Linked DNA regions of Sus scrofa: regions 1 and 2 are each linked to region 3. Evidence: chromatin contacts called from public Hi-C data. All regions are on one chromosome and are shown on one strand. Each heading gives the region's core, a stretch centred on a gene start, on an enhancer-like site or on the middle of the called end of the contact. The rest is flanking DNA. Distances are from core to core; before and after follow the strand shown.

The links. A called contact is a pair of places that touch in the nucleus more often than the background predicts.
Region 1: a contact with region 3 is called in a Hi-C map of liver, with 4 times the contacts expected there. The contact joins the promoter of RSL24D1 here to the promoter of PIGB in region 3. A contact is called at or near these places in 16 of 47 Hi-C or Micro-C datasets (alveolar macrophages, blood, fetal liver and 9 more) and 1 of 2 datasets of contacts at active chromatin or transcription factors (alveolar macrophages).
Region 2: a Hi-C map of skeletal muscle shows a contact between it and region 3, with 3 times the contacts expected there. The contact joins the promoter of C1H15orf65 here to the promoter of PIGB in region 3. A contact is called at or near these places in 2 of 5 promoter capture datasets (fetal liver and liver), 8 of 47 Hi-C or Micro-C datasets (blood, heart right ventricle, liver and 2 more) and 1 of 2 datasets of contacts at active chromatin or transcription factors (alveolar macrophages).

The regions. Positions count from the first base shown.
Region 1 is chr1:116,610,961-116,613,660 of Sscrofa11.1, forward strand. RSL24D1 (probable ribosome biogenesis protein RLP24) reads left to right here and starts at 1,375. Exons shown (of 6, transcript XM_003480359.4): 1 at 1,375-1,510. The coding sequence starts at 1,430.
Region 2 is chr1:116,447,580-116,450,279 of Sscrofa11.1, forward strand. It overlaps C1H15orf65, which reads right to left and starts at 1,308. Exons shown (of 3, transcript XR_001302177.2): 1 at 1,028-1,308. It overlaps CCPG1 (cell cycle progression 1), which reads left to right and starts at 1,512. Exons shown (of 9, transcript NM_001243301.1): 1 at 1,512-1,603.
Region 3 is chr1:116,518,301-116,521,000 of Sscrofa11.1, forward strand. PIGB (GPI mannosyltransferase 3) reads right to left here and starts at 1,373. Exons shown (of 12, transcript XM_013992970.2): 1 at 1,214-1,373. The coding sequence starts at 1,337. PIGBOS1 (protein PIGBOS1) reads left to right here and starts at 1,534. Exons shown (of 2, transcript XM_021094994.1): 1 at 1,534-1,747.

The DNA.
Region 1 (2,700 bases), core at 125-2,624, 93 kb after region 3:
GATTCAATCCTTGGTCTGGGAAATTCCATATGCAGAGGGTGCAGTCATTAAAGAAGTCAGCAACATAGTAGAAAACTGTAAAGGACACAAACAGGCAATTTGTGGAGGAAAAATTTTCACACATTTGTGAAGACTCCTAGGCCCATTCATAAATAAATGCAAGTTAGTAATGAAAAAATATTTAACATCAGATTGGCGAAGATCACCTTTGACAAAAACTTGATTAATTATCGTTCTTATTCATTGTTGTTAAGTGTTAATTGGTATAATGTTTTGGAAGGCATTTAATCTTATTTACCAAATTTTAAAAGTGCACAGAGGCCCAGCAGCTGTATACAGATAAACTCTTGAAAATAAGGATGCTTATTAGGTCAAAAAATAGGAAACAAATATCCTTCCATAGGTAACCATTTAAAATTACACTCTCCTGCAGTTGCATATATGTAACTATGGAAAACAATGTTTAGTATTCATTGATAACAAAACGTGTACTGAATGCTTAATTATATGCCAGGAACTGTTAATAGGATTGGGAAGAATAGTGATAAACAAAAGGACAAAAGTCCCTGGGGTCATCGAGCTCACACTCCATTGAAGGGAGGCAGATTACAGCAAGATGAAGAAGACAGTGAACATGATGCTCATTAAAGTTATAAAGAAGAGGGAGTGGAGATACGCACACACAAAAGAACATGTTTGTCTATGCACATAAAACCTCTGCTAGGTGATAAAAGGAAGTGATTGCTACTGGAAAAGACTAGAGGTCTGGGGAGAGAACCTTCGTTTCCTGTGGAATTTTTTTTTTTTTTAATATCTGTATCTATCTCTCTCTATATCTATATATATATTAAAAGGCGGTGGGGAGTTAGGGTGGTGAACACAGCTATGAGTCTTTAAAACATTGCTGGTGAGGTCCTTTGAGCCTGGTCAATTGCTTCGGTTGCAGCGGCGGCTGCAAGTGCCCGCCGCGGACACTAGGCAAGTCCGCTTGGGACCGGAATAAGGGTCGGGGCTCGCGCCGGCCGTGGACAAAGGGATTTCTAGACAAGTGTGGAGAGCCGTCTGGCGAAAGCACGAACCGGAGACAAAATTACATGAGTAAAAGGTGACATTATACGACCCGGTAAGTCCAAAAACTAAACACTAAACGAGCCAGTTCAGACGTCTGCACAGAACTACGCCACACCTTCCCAGAGAGGTCAGCCGCTCAGACTCTGTCTCCTGCGCCTGCGCCAAAAGGCAGCGCTTTTGCGGGCGCAGCCGCGAGGAGGCGCAGTCACATTCGGATCACTTTCCGGGGGCCGGCAAGAGCGAAGGACCATTGCCACTTCCGGGTGGAGACCTGAAAAGGGAGTCACTTCCTGTGACGGGGCTACGTCACTTCCTTCAACCTCGGCGTTTGCCGGGCGGGTTCCCACGCGCGTTCAGCATGAGGATTGAGAAGTGTTATTTCTGTTCGGGGCCTATCTACCCAGGCCATGGCATGATGTTCGTCCGTAACGATTGCAAGGTGAGGCGGCCAGGAGCCTCGCGCGCCGCACTGCGCTCCCGCGGGCCTCTCGGCTTGGGGTTTCTCTGCGCTTGCGGGCTTTGGCCCGGGGTTTCCGCGCGTGAGGGTGGTTTCGCTAGGGGCTCAGACCTTGATCTCCCACTTGGGGAGTTTCTTGTCTGCGTCCCGACCACAGCTGGTTACTAGGCCGTCCTTGAATGAAGCGGGCCGCGATGAGGCTCAGGAGCGATCCCAGCAAGCCCCGACTGGGAAGCCGGCGGTCTTTTTGCCCACTCTTGTACAGGGGCCAAGGTCTTAACTTTGTTGAAAGCATGCCCTGTCAAGCGTCATTGTCGAGGCCCCTTTATATATAAATAAATAAGACCCGGGTCGGCCATAGGGTCTTATGATAGAAATGTTGCATATGGCTTAATAGTAATGTGTTATGAAGCTACTGGAGGTGAGTTGGGGAGTAGTTGGTATGTGAAAAGGTATAGAAAGGAGGTAACATTTATCCTGAATCTTGAATTTTGCTTAAGAACGTGAAAAGAAGGCATTCTAGGTGGGAGGAAAACGGACCGTTTGACCAAGGGTACAGAGTGCAGCAGTTACGTCTCTGTTTAAGCCGGTGACGGATTGCAGGTGGTGATAGAGGCTAGGGATAGGGCTTTAAATACAAATATAAATCTATAAAAAAGGTACCTGTGTAAACATAAAATATAAACATATAGACGTTTCTTGACTTTCGATGGGGTTGCTTCTCAGTACCCATTTTAGGTTGCAAACGTGAAAACCTAACCTACTGAATATCATGTTTAACCTGGCCTTCCTTAAACGTGCTCAGAACACGTACGTTAGCCTACAGTAGGGCAAAATCATCTAACACAAAACCTGTTTTATAATAAAGTGTTGAATATCTCATGTAACTTATTAAATACTGTACTGAAATTGAAAAACAGAATGATTGTGTGTATTCACCCTCGTAGTCTTGTGGCTGACTGGGAGCTTTGACTAGCTGTTGGGCATCTGGAGAGAGTTGTACTGGGTTTTGCTAGTGGGGAAAGATCAAAATTTGAAGTCTGGTTTCCACTGAATGTGTATGGCGTTTGTACCATGGGAAAGATGAACCCTTGTTAAGTTGAGGCCTGTTTGTATGAGGCTACATTGTGAAAGACTTCGGGAGTGATACCTGACTGCCTTTTCTTAACAGA
Region 2 (2,700 bases), core at 58-2,557, 71 kb before region 3:
ACAGTTAAAAGCAAAACAGTCTAATGCACAGAATAATAAAAAGATTATTTTAAATTCTTGGAGTTCCCGTCGTGGCGCAGTGGTTAACGAATCTGACTAGGAACCATGAGGTTGAGGGTTCGATCCCTGCCCTTGTTCAGTGGGTTAACGATCCGGCGTTGCCGTGAGCTGTGGTGTAGGTTGCAGACGCGGCTCGGATCCCGCATTGCTGGCGTAGGCTGGCAGCTACAGCTCCGATTCGACCCCTAGCCTGGGAACCTTCATATGCTGTGGGAACGGCCCAAGAAATGGCAAAAAGACAAAATAAATAAAAACTAAAAAATTAAATTCTCTGCTAGCCTACATATTAGGTCGGCAACTATTACTTAAGGATAAGAAGGTTACTTAAAATTATAAATGAATCTTTTAAAATTAAGTCTTAAAATTAGACCATGAAAGTGCCTTGAAAAGAATGAAAATATACTTTGATCTTTCAGTCTTTTGTATATAGATAAAAGCAAGCCACTGAAATACAAATGCCCATTACAGAAACTGTAATTATAAAATCCGGTGTTGTCACAGGTGATGTCAACTATAGTGACTCGAAAAGCAAAAAACCCCCTAAGAGTATAATTTTGAGGCACCCTTTTGTTTCTCCTCAAGCCCACCATCCTCCTTGTTAATGTTTTTCTTAATCTTTTTTTGGCCACAAATAGGGGACAGAGAATTTACTGCCTTAACTTACTGTTTCCAGCAACATTGAGTATAAGTTTTGAACAAGGCACAATGTAAATAAATGTAAGTTTTAAAACACTGTATTTTTCTTGTTCAAAACCATCTCCAGTTCGCGAACGGGTACAAATCGCATACCATCTCCAATCTTTGTACTTTCAGAGGCAATTCTGGCTTAATGCAATGTATCTGTGTGGCCCAGTGGTTGCCTAGAAAGGTGGCTTTTCTGGGGGTAGAGGTGGGTGGGAGTGCAGGGTGCCCCAAATTTATAGTAACGACAACAGTCAAAAACATCCAGCCCTCGGCCCCAACCCACCCAGTCGCACTCGGTCATTCTTGGTATCTTCTTTATTTTCTCGGCAAACGCAGTCTTTTCCTGCAGCAGATGGCGAGAAAGCCAGCGAGCGCAGAGGGCACGCGGCCCTTCCACTACGCCCAATTAAAGCAGCAAAGAGAAGGCGAGCCGTCGGCTGGACCAATACGTGAAAACGAATCCTCTTAATCCCGGGACCTGTCCTCCTGGGTGGAATCCTTTCGTGTGGTTGTAGAAGCCCGTCTCCATAGTGACCGGCCACTGCTCCTCTCCAGTGCCGGGGCCCGGATGTTGTGAGGATCACTACCTCGGGGCCCAGCTTCCTGCAGCCTCGCCGCGGCCGGCTGCGCTTCCCTTCGGGAGTCGTAGTTCTTTCCTCCGCCACCTACCGTTATGAGGTTCGGGAGGGACTACGAGTCCCGGCATGCGCCACGGCGCCCCGCCAGCCACCGCCTCCTGGCTGCGGACGCTTGGGAGCAGGTTGTTGTTTTTATGAGAGGCGTCACTGCTCTGGGAGCTGTGACTGCCGCCACCACGACAACCAGCGCCGTCCCGCGGGGGGTGGCGCTGCTCCTTCAGGTACGGCCCTGGGCGGGTTTGGACACCGGGAGGGGAGTCGGGCCGACTGTCGGGGTCTTGGCCAGCACCCGTGGTTCATCCGCCTGGCGGAGGCAGTCGTGGGGTCTCGCTGAGGCAAGTTCTTGACCCTAGGTGTTTAGCGTTTGCGGCTGCCGGGGTGGCCTCTTTCGCACGCGAGTCTGCAGCCTCCGCGGCAGAGCTGATCCCCGAGGCGTCTGTTGCGGTGGTCCTGCAGCCTTGAATCTCTCCGTGCAGACGCGAGCAGTGCGCGGGGGTGTGGGGGAGCTGACGGCCGGGGGATGCACCCGCCTTCCGTCCCTGGGCTGGCTTAAGGCGCTTCTTGGTCCTGATTGATGAGAGTCCATATGGTGAGATGTTATGTGCGTCACCCTGCCGGCTTTTCAACCGGCCCATCTTTTTTGGTGACGTTTGAGTCCCGTGATACCAGGATACAGAAAGATTAAATAATGTATTTGAGATTTCTGTTTGTGCGCCAGGCTAATAATGGTCAAATACCTCTGCCTATCCTATTTCCCCCCCACGGATCACTTTTAGTGTGGACCTTCCTAATCGTTAAGTCCTCCGTAACAGTAGTCCGCACAGTGCTTTGTACGAATTACATTTTTATCTTTGTTTAAGGAACCCAACTTTTTGCCATTGGGAGCGCCAGTTTTAACGAACTCGGCCAATTAGGTACTTTGTTGAATGAGTGAAATTTGCACTACTTAATTGTAGCTTTATTTAAAAAAAAAAAAAAAAGACAGTGGAGCTTTCTTGCAGCTAGAATAGGTAGTTATTTTAGTACTGCGAATTTTAGATTTGTCTCCTCCAGTAAGGTCACATCTACTGGATAGTACTGGAAACGTCATATTAGCGCATCATATCTTTGGCTTAAGGTTTGAATCTTATTAAGCCTCACATTTCTCAGGGGGATATTTATCACACTTTGGAAGCTGGTGTGAATGGTTTATTATTCCCTGAGCTACAGTCGTAAGGGGGAAGGTAAAGGAAATCCAGGGTATTATTTTAGTAAATAATTTTTAATCTTTTACCAAAGCTAAGGAAGCTATTAGGAATTGTTCTGAAATAATATTTAA
Region 3 (2,700 bases), core at 123-2,622:
CCCTGCTCTTAGCCTGTGGACTGAATACAGAGTTTTTCTAAAATGTGAATTTAGTTGCCAAACTTTGAAGATCAGATTTTTAATTAACATCAGTATTGCAGCCTGTCTTTAAGATCTGGCAACACAGAGCTCAACTGGGAACAATGGGCTGGTCCTGAAATGTAGAGTGCTTTGAGTTACTTGCCTGTTGGGCCTCCTGAAGACTTGAGTTTGCAACCTGCCTCTGATCCACTGGGAGTCTCTGCTTTCAATCTGGGTTCCCGCCACTCTCCTTCCTTATTCCCCAGGAACACCTTTAAAATGTTTCCCAGACAACTGGTACACTCAACACCACATACACGCCCCTTCTGAACTTTCATCTTCCAGAAACAAATTTCCCAATTGGACTGTGTCTGTTGTCAAAAAAGCTTGTTGTTCTTTCCTTCCTTCCTCTTACTCTGCAGACTCAAGCAGAAGAAACTATACTCAGAACTGACCCTTGAATATCTGACCTTGGATACCTACAAGTTCAACTGTACCGGTGGTTCCTTACCGTCGTTACTACCCTCTACCCTGACAGGACACGGTTGCTTTCTAACAAAGGGTGTGTTAGGGAAACGAAAGGAGCGAGCTTCGGCCCAGTTGCCTCTCCTCCCCCCGCCCCCCATCACAATTCTCTCTCCCTTCCTCACTTTTTCATTGAGCGAAGCGATTCTCCACTTTCAGGGTCTCAGGTTTTCAGAGGTTGAACCAGGCTCTCTTTTCATACCGCTTCTACCGAGCTTGGCACATAACAGGCTCTCAATAAATTCTGAATGAATTAGGAGTCCTTCTTTACATTAAACACCCTCTCCGACAGATCAAAATCGGACTTGCTGGGGTAATTTTTCTTCTGTCAACATTACATCAGGGCCAAAGAGAAGGCGTAGGGGGTGGGAAGAAGTGCGGCAGGGGTCAGACCTGATCCCACTCCAGGAATCCGCCTCACCTAACTACGAAAACGTTGGGTAATTCTGGGCCTGGTGCCCCCCTTTTCTTTGAAATGGCGATGGCCGCATCATGCATATTCACTTCACGCGGCTGCGGAGAGGATGGCATAAAATAATGCAGAACGCAATGCCATGCAAGCGTCTGGGTTCGAGACTCCTGCCTCGAGAGCAATGAGATTTCTTGCTCAGAGTCTGCGATTTCCCGCCACCGCTACTCCTCTCGGCGTCCACACCCCCTCACTCACCTCGGCAGCTCCCGGTGCGTTCCTGGGGGCTGAGGTACAAGGTCGACTTTCTTTTCCGAAGCTTTATCTTCCCGTGGGAGCGGTTCTGGAAACCGCGGAAAAAGAGGCCGCCTTCTCGCTCCATCCTGCATCTGCTCAGAGGTCCGCTGGGGACCGCCCGCAGTCGCGATCTCCGGCAGTGGGTGGCTTAAGTGGTGTGCGTTGCTCTTCCGCCCACTAAGTTTGGCCTCTGCGAGCAGCCTTCGCTCACAGCCGCGGAGGTAGTCGGGAAAAAGCAACTTCGTCACGCCCACCCCCGAAGGGTCTCCGTCGCCTGGTGCTGCAGGTTTGGTGTGCACCTACACGGTTCGGTTTGTCCGGGGCCTCCCCTGCGCTTTCCTTTCCGCATTTCCTTCTCGAGGGATTGTTGCTCTCCTTTGGCTTCGTGATCTCTGCGCCAGAGGTCCGGAAACTGCTGGAACGAGCCGGATCTCACCTCTTCAGGGACAGGCGAGAGGCGGCGCGGAGCCAGACCGGAACGATTGGAGGTGTCTGGTAATGATAATAGTAGTAAAAGTCACAAACCTAAATGTTGGGGTAACACTGCACCATTTGGGTGATCTCACAATAATGTAGGCAGGGTGGGGGTAATTAAGCATCTTGTAAAGATGTGGAAAATGAAGCCCTAAAAGCTTAAAGGGCTTGGTCAGGGTCACTTCGCGAACTAGTGACAGAAAGGAAACCTTCCCGCTTCCAGCTCTATTTCCTAGGAGCTGACTTGGTAATGTCTCCTTTTCTTATACTTAGCAGCCTTTGGGGGAAAGCATGTTGGTGAAGGTGTCATTAGTTTTTTGGATTTTTTTTTTGTTTGTTTTTTGTTTTTTGTTTTTTTTAATGGTGGCACCTTGGCTTAGGGCTTATGAAAGTTCCTGACCAGGGAGCCTGTGACCTACGCTGAATTCTTTAACCGACTGCACTGGGCAGGGATCGAACCCAAATCTACGCAGCTACCCTGGCTCTTGCAGTTGGATTTTCAATCCACTGTGCCATGGCAGGAACTCAAGTTGCTGCTTGTTAATGTAGAGTCCAGGAGAGAAAGCAGGCATTTCTTTCTCAGGTTAAATTATAATTTTAGGGAGTTCTCGTCGTGGCTCAGCGGTGAGTATCCTGACTAGTATCCTTGAGGACGAGGGTTGTATCCCTGGCCTGGCTCAGTGGGTTAAGGATCCTGTGTTGCCACAAGCTGTGGCGTAGGTCGCAAACGCAGCTCTGATCTGGCGTTGCCGTAGCTGCAGACAAGCAGTTGCAGCTCCATTTCCACCCCAGCCTGGGAACTTCCATATGGGGGGTGCGATCCTAAAAAGACTACCCCCCATTACAATTTTAGCGATATATTGAGGGCAGGCTAGTTTTTAGTACCAATTCTGCAGCTCTTGATTTTCATGGGGGTGGGGGTGTATGCTGGTTTAGAAGGCTGTGAGGCTGTGAAATATAGTAAAGAAAAAAAT